Regions from separate parts of the Zea mays genome. Here region 2 is linked to region 1. The links are chromatin contacts, called in public Hi-C maps. All regions are on one chromosome and are shown on one strand. Each heading gives the region's core, a stretch centred on a gene start, on an enhancer-like site or on the middle of the called end of the contact. The rest is flanking DNA. Distances are from core to core; before and after follow the strand shown.

Evidence for each region. A called contact is a pair of places that touch in the nucleus more often than the background predicts.
Region 2: a Hi-C map of leaf shows a contact between it and region 1, with 6 times the contacts expected there. The contact joins the promoter of LOC100383837 here to the promoter of LOC103630457 in region 1. A contact is called at or near these places in 6 of 25 Hi-C or Micro-C datasets (ear, endosperm, leaf and 1 more).

The regions. Positions count from the first base shown.
Region 1 is chr1:1,220,064-1,223,654 of Zm-B73-REFERENCE-NAM-5.0, reverse strand. It overlaps LOC103630457 (quinone oxidoreductase), which reads left to right and starts at 1,362. Exons shown (of 4, transcript XM_008651512.2): 1 at 1,362-1,810; 2 at 1,908-2,134. The coding sequence starts at 1,486. It overlaps LOC100279889, which reads left to right. Exons shown (of 4, transcript NM_001152841.1): 4 at 399-1,400. The coding sequence ends at 1,007.
Region 2 is chr1:1,481,513-1,484,939 of Zm-B73-REFERENCE-NAM-5.0, reverse strand. LOC100383837 reads right to left here and starts at 1,711. Exons shown (of 51, transcript NM_001362461.1): 1 at 1,500-1,711; 2 at 477-783; 3 at 168-393; 4 at 1-73. The coding sequence starts at 1,598.

The DNA of each region.
Region 1 (3,591 bases), core at 113-2,612:
ATTGCAGTTTTTTAGGCCTGGGTTAATACACAATTAGTAAGGCTGAAATTTTGGTTTAGGTAAAACATATATTAGGAAGTGGTGAGTGAACCGTTTCAGAGTGCTGAGTGAGAACGGTATACATATGCTTTCTGAATGAAACAATCCATGGACCATCACGCTTTACCTTGTAATGGTTGATTTTCTAAGCTAATGTATTGTTGCATAAATCACTTGGCTAATGGCTATAGGGTAGCACCATCTGATATCTATTTATCATCACTTATGCATGTCAATGTGGAAAGTTGCCTTGTTTTCGTGTTTATATATGTATGATGACTGAATCTTGGATGCTTCTTGTGTGTGTGTGTGTTGTTTTGTGAGCTGAGTACTGATGTGCAACTTTGTTTTTTGTGAAGCTACTTTTGGTCCGAGCAGAGTCAGAGATACTGCGCCTTCCAGGTGAGACGCAACAAGCACTCCAGACGCTGGATTCTATCAAGTCACAGATGAAAACAGCCTTCCAAGGGCACATTGAAAGAATTAACGGGAATACGTCGTTGGAGGAATCACATAATCAACAGCATCAGGTGCGTGGGGAGGTATTCACACCTAAGCATCCCAGCTTGAGGAAGGGTTCTTGGGCTGATGTTAAATACAAAGGTGAGTGGATGAAAAGGCCAATCTCAGAGGCTGAAGTAGCCTGGCTTGCAAGGATTCTGATCCGGCTCTCTGACTGGTTGAATGACGCCCTGGGGCTTGAGTGTGCTGATGCTGAAGGTAGTCCTGCTGGCGCCACCTACATTCAGTTTGATGGGAACACGACGGTGGGCGGGCCAAGGGATGCTGCGAGAATGGCTCTCGGTGCTGTATGTTCATTCATGGTGCTAGTGGGGCAAGCGGTACTGAAGTTGATGAGGTCGCACAGGGTGAAGATCAGTCTGAGAGTGTTTGCTTCGAAGAAACTGCTCTCAGCCGCTGTTGTGCTGTATGCAGTGGTGGCCGTGACACGGAATGTATCGCGTTGAGAGTTTTGATTTGATAATGGGGTTATGCTGTATAAGCTAAGCTTGTAGAGGAAGTCGATCGATAGGAGGAAAAGAAAAGAAAAGTGTGTCGTTCTGCTGTTGTCCAGTAAGCTTGATGTAAATGCCTGCACTGGAATGGTTTTGGACTTAAAAACGCAATGGAGTAATTAGGACAGTTCTAACAGTATTAAAACAGCTGCTAGCTCCTCATGGAAGCGTTAAATGTATCGGTGGCCTTCGAAGTTCACTTAAAAGGTCAATACATTTTTAGGCTCTTATTTCTAAGCTTGTAAAAATGGTGCATTGTTATGGATAACAAACTTAAGGACCTAGAAACAATGTAACTCAGAATTCATGCATTTAACTCAGAATGTTTGATTCTGCGTGGACAAAACAGTCCGATTGCATTCCCAAGCTCTTAAACGATTAGTACTAGTATATAGTAGTTAGAAGAAAGAGGAATCACTATTGATAACAGATGTCGGCATTCTCCTCGCTCCTGCTGCCATCGTTTTTCCTTTTTCCTGGACAGCCACTGCAACTCCTCCCAAATCCTCCCACCCGGTTTAGCCGGCTCCGCTGCCACCGCCGCGACTCCACCTCTGTCGCCACCATGGTCAAGTCCAAGGCCATCAGGGTCCACGAGCTGGGCGGCCCCGAGGTGCTGCGGTGGGAGGAGGTGGAGGTCGGGGAGCCCGGTGAAGGGGAGATCCGCATCAGGACCACCGCCGTCGGCGTCAACTTCATCGACATCTACTTTCGGAAGGGGGTCTACGCCGCGCCCACCATGCCCTTCACCCCAGGTATTACCCTAGCTCTAGCCAGGGAGGGGAGAACACATCTTCTACATCTGATGATGATGATGATGATGATGATCTCGTCGCAATTCCGGTCCCGCAGGAATGGAAGCCGTTGGCGTCGTCACCGCTGTTGGGCCTGGCCTCACTGGCAGGAAGGTGGGCGATGTTGTTGCATATGCCGGCAACCCCATGGGCTCCTATGCTCAGGAGCAGATCCTTCCAGCGGCTGTCGCTGTTCCTGTTCCACCTTCCGTTGATCATAAGCAAGCAGCTTCTGTGATGCTCAAGGGCATGACCGCCCATGTTCTGCTTCGCCGGGTATTCAAGGTACAAACAAACCCTAAACCCTAACCACTACTTAATTGATTGATTTTTAGCCCTCCTCTTACAGTATCCACTCAGTCTGGGATCTCAGCCCTTGGCTAACTGAATGTGATTCTGACGACCCCTTCTTATTACTTTGCGCGAGCGTTCTGACAATTGTTTATTTGAACAATCAATTGGATATGTAAACAGTAAGCAAAAATGACATTGTATATTTATATAAGTAATATATAGGTCTATTTATATACATGGAAGCAGATACATAGTATGAAATTTGTGTTTAGGAATTTGCAAAGTTTTTTAGATAGATTCAGTGGATGTGGACCTGTGGTGAATGTAACGTTTTGACTTGATGTGTTGTACTTATTTATTTTGCAACAAAAAATATCTTTTCGTGTAAGTACTTACTTAGTAAAAAGAAAATATTGTCGTGTAGGTTGAACAAATAGATGATGGGGCCTCTAATCTGGCCCAGGGCGAAAGGGCCTCTAGCCTAGTGGTTAAGGACTTCCAAGTAGCACCTCCAAGTCCTGGGTTCGATTCCCCTCGGGAGCGAATTTTCAGGCTTGGTTAAAAAAATCCCCTCGTTGTGCCCCATCTGCTCTTGGGTTACAATGTCCTGTGCGCCACTCTCCGGTTGGGCCGTTGCAGAGTGGACAGTTGACGCCGGTCCGTTAGTGATGGGGGGCCAGGGTTCGGGGATTTTCTTGGCCGGGACCATTGTTTCGGTCTCTTCTTTAATATAATACCGGGAGGGCGGTCTTTCCCTCCCCGGCCGAGTTTTTAATCTGGCCCAGGTTTTTGCTACTGGGGAAAACTTGATACAGGAGTTTTCTGAAAACAGATGTCAATGACCAACCTGTAATTGTTTGTGCAAAACATTTGCTTCGTTGGGACACACTAACTTTATTTAAGCGACTGTGGTTGTAGTTCGATAAAAAAACAGTACTTTGCTCACAACTAATAAAGTGATGTGGTCTTTTCATATTATTTCTTCAAAGTTGAAACCTTTTGTTTACATCACGTTTGATGGGACAAAATCGCCCCCACTTAGGAGAGATTACAATTCCCAGAAAATACCTTCTATGTAAATATATTTACTTCGCGTACTGTTTCAAAATCTAAGACGCTTGATTTTTATTTATAGGTTCATAGTTTTGTTTGTGTGACTTTCACTGGCTGTCATCTGACAAAAATCACACTGATGCAATAACAAATTTCAATTGTATAGATGATGGATTACAGCTTGAGGAGTCGATTGATGCAACCGAAACAAAACAAAGCAAAGTAATAGAAGGAAAATAGATGAGGGTGGGGTTGGGGGCACGCTGCCAGGTCCTTTGTTCAACTGAGTTAGCTAACATCATGAGTATATTTGCAGTACTGAAAAGTTGGAAGGTAGAAATGTAGGAACCAAAACAACATCCTTGCGGACACCTGGTGACACACTACAAAAGAGG
Region 2 (3,427 bases), core at 462-2,961, 260 kb before region 1:
TATTTCTTTCCCGATTTCAGACAGAAGTGACTCAAAATCATCATTTGTGCTACCCAAGTACATATCCAAATGTCTACATGGCACAAAAAAAGAGGGGGAGCATTTGTGAATAAATAGGAATGAAGAAGTACACATATTCAGAATTTGATTAGTCAGAAACTGAATACCTTGAAAGATTTGGTTGTCTATCAAAATCTCCATTAGTGACAGGTGCAAAAAACGGCCTCTCTGTGACTTTTAGTAGAGATACAACATTATTTAAAGTGTCCAGATGCTTCAACAGGCCATCATACTGATGCAGAAACACGACAATTTCATGAATTTGATCATTTGATACAGATTGGATAGGATTCATGCACAGCTCTTCAATTTGAGCAATTGAAAACCATTGCCCTGGAACAAGAGGCAATGTCAATGATCATCTGAAAATAAGAGAAGCGGATATGATATCACTAGACTCACAGAGAAATGTCTACCTTTCTGCTTTATCTCTGAGTTCTCAGAATCTGAGAGCGCAAGCCCAACACCAATTTTCTCGGCAACTGAGAGTTCCAGCAGATTTGACAGACTTTCAAGAAAATCATCCGTCAAGGCTATTGTTGTCAGCACCTCACAAAAACTGGTTGTGAAGCATGTCTTGCGCAAACAATATCTGAAAACATCAGATAAAAGCCTTTGTTGCAACTGCAACTGGAGGTTCTTGACCTCCCCAGCATTCAGCAACACTTGATTCAGACATACTCGGAGCACCAAAATGCATCCATCCAGGCCACTGTCAACTAACTGAAAAGGTGGGGAAAATAATTGGAATTAGAAAACATCGAGCAGACTCAGTATTCAGTAATTAGAACTAAGATATGATCGAAGCCAAAGAAGAAACTCATTTTATCAAGCAAGTAGGTAAACTGCTCTATTTTGCGAAACTACAGTAGGTGGTTCAACGAGAATTTGAACTAAAACTGCCAATGAAAAGTCACCACGAGCTCTGTGATTGAGGAAATGAAATAGATCAGCTAGTGAATGGAATGAGTTTTAGCTATTCATACAGAGTTTAAGCGCGGTCATAAGTCCAAAAACCCACTAGGTGGTTCAACGAGAATTTGAACTAAAACTGCCAATGAAAAAGTCACCACGAGCTCTGTGATTGAGGAAATGAAATAGATCAGCTAGTGAAGCGAATGAGCCTTAACTATTCATACAGAGTTTAAGCGCGGCCATAAGTCCCAAAAACCCACTTGTGTTAACCTAGGTCGCTAGCGCTGAACTTGTGGCCTGCAACTCTAACAAATCTAAACTCAGAATCGACAATCGTACCGTTAAACGCTACCATATCCTAAGCTAGGGAGGAATTGAACGCGCTCACAAGAATGCAGGCGACGCAGCATTGGCGAGAACGCACTAGAACCCGCGGATCCAGACTGGGAAGCTAAGAATCGAAGAGAGGGAGGGGGGCGTAACGCTGGCAGGAAGCGGGAGGGTCCAGCAGTACAGATGGGTACCTGGCAGATCTCGCGCCGAATGGAGTCGAAGTTGGAGTCCGTAGCGCATTCAAACAGGAGGCGCAGCTCCGCAGCGACATCGGCACTGACGGGGATCATCTCGCCGGCGGCGAGGGGCAGGGGCGGGGAGCGCTAGGGCAAGAGGGGTTTGGGGGTCGAGCGAGTTCTTGTGAGAGCGTAGCAACTCGCGGCAGATGGGAAGAGATTGGAAGTGTGCAAAGTGAGGGCCGGTAGTCGCTACATTTTATTACTGGTTTTGCTATTCATCAAATTTTAATAACAACGGATTCCTTTTTATGGATCCCTCCTAATTTGCGGTCATCAAATCAGTTGAGGGTGTGTATAAACTAGTTCGGTACTTGTGCGTTGCAACGGAGACATATAATATCTCGATAACTTATATATGCACATATATGTTATATAGTTATGAGATAAAGGATGACATATACGAGCTGTCTGAGATAACATCGAAGAGAAACTCGGGCATGTGATGCACGGGCACTCACCTAATGTATTATATAAGATAGGTCAGTGTACGTGCATTGCATCTAGAACATATAATATCTCGATAACTTATTTCTATATATAAAAGACGGATGCAAAACTCGCTCCCTAGAAGTCCACGTCGTCCTTCAATTTTGCAGCCATTCGATCACATCTCGACGGCCCCGCGCAGCCTCTCCAATCCCAGGAACCTTCTAGGTGCTCCCACCCCCAACGTCCCGGATAGCGGCTAGCGGTCGCGGTGGCAGCCTGCAACACTGGCGCCTCGTCCGTCGTGAAGCTTCCTCAATCCCTTGTGCCGCCGACGCAGCCCTCCCACTCCTCGTCCGTCGTGAAGCTTCCCCAATCCCTTGTGCCGCCGACGCAGCCCTCCCACTCTCTCCATTACGCGAAGCTTCCAGGAGCTTGAGCTCCTCCCCCGTCCTCCCCCTCCCCCGCTGGAAGCCGCCATGAAGCAGGTCGATGCACAGATGCTAAGGCTTGCGACCGTCTGCCCATGAAGGCCAAAACCGAGTGCGACACGTCTCCGATCCCCACCCTCGCCGGCGACGGCTCTACCTCCGTCAAGCGCGGCCACCGTAAGCTCCCCAAAGTACACCCCGTCGTGCCCAGCGAAACGGCGCAGCTTGATGCCACTGCGGGTACCGGTGCTCCCATTTCCCATTTCTATTCTGTATTGTATTATATAGTAATCCTATGGATTTTGTGATTGTTGCCTATCATCGCTTTGCTTTTCTGCTTTTTTTTTGCTTTTCCATATGTGTGTGTGTGTCCTTAGTAGAAGAGGTAGGACACGGGTTAATGTGTGCTGTCAAATTACTGTAGTTCTGTTTATCTTCCAGTTTACATTTGATGTTTTGGAGGCATAGGTTACGATTTTCATAACATGTGCAGAAATTATCTGTATTCTTCTAAATAGCATAGGTACTACATTTTTTTGTCGATACACTTTTGTGGCCTCCTTGATTCATGTGATCGTCTTCGATCAGACCATATGTCTGAAAAAACTACTAAAACAAGCAAATTCTTCCAGTTATTGAAGGTGGTAGTGAATCACAAATTATAGATGCTGCCACTGCTACCTCTCCTCTATGGCATTCAGTTACTGTTTTACATAAATCTTAAAATATGAAGCTCTCTTTATCTGGGTTAGACTATGTTAGTAAAAAAGAGCTTTCCGTGCTTAATAAATGGCCACTTCATACTGGTGATGAGAAAACAGAACCCAAGACCAAAGATACTAAAACAGTTAAATATTGGATAAAATCACTCAGAATCTTTTTCTGTTGCCTGATCATGATGATTTGGGTTCTGTTTTCAAGCATTGAATACTTAAATGAGTGTGCAATACTTTCTCCAATAAATCAAACTATACACTTTAAAATAAATAGTTATATTGTAGAAATCAAACTGTACACTTTAAA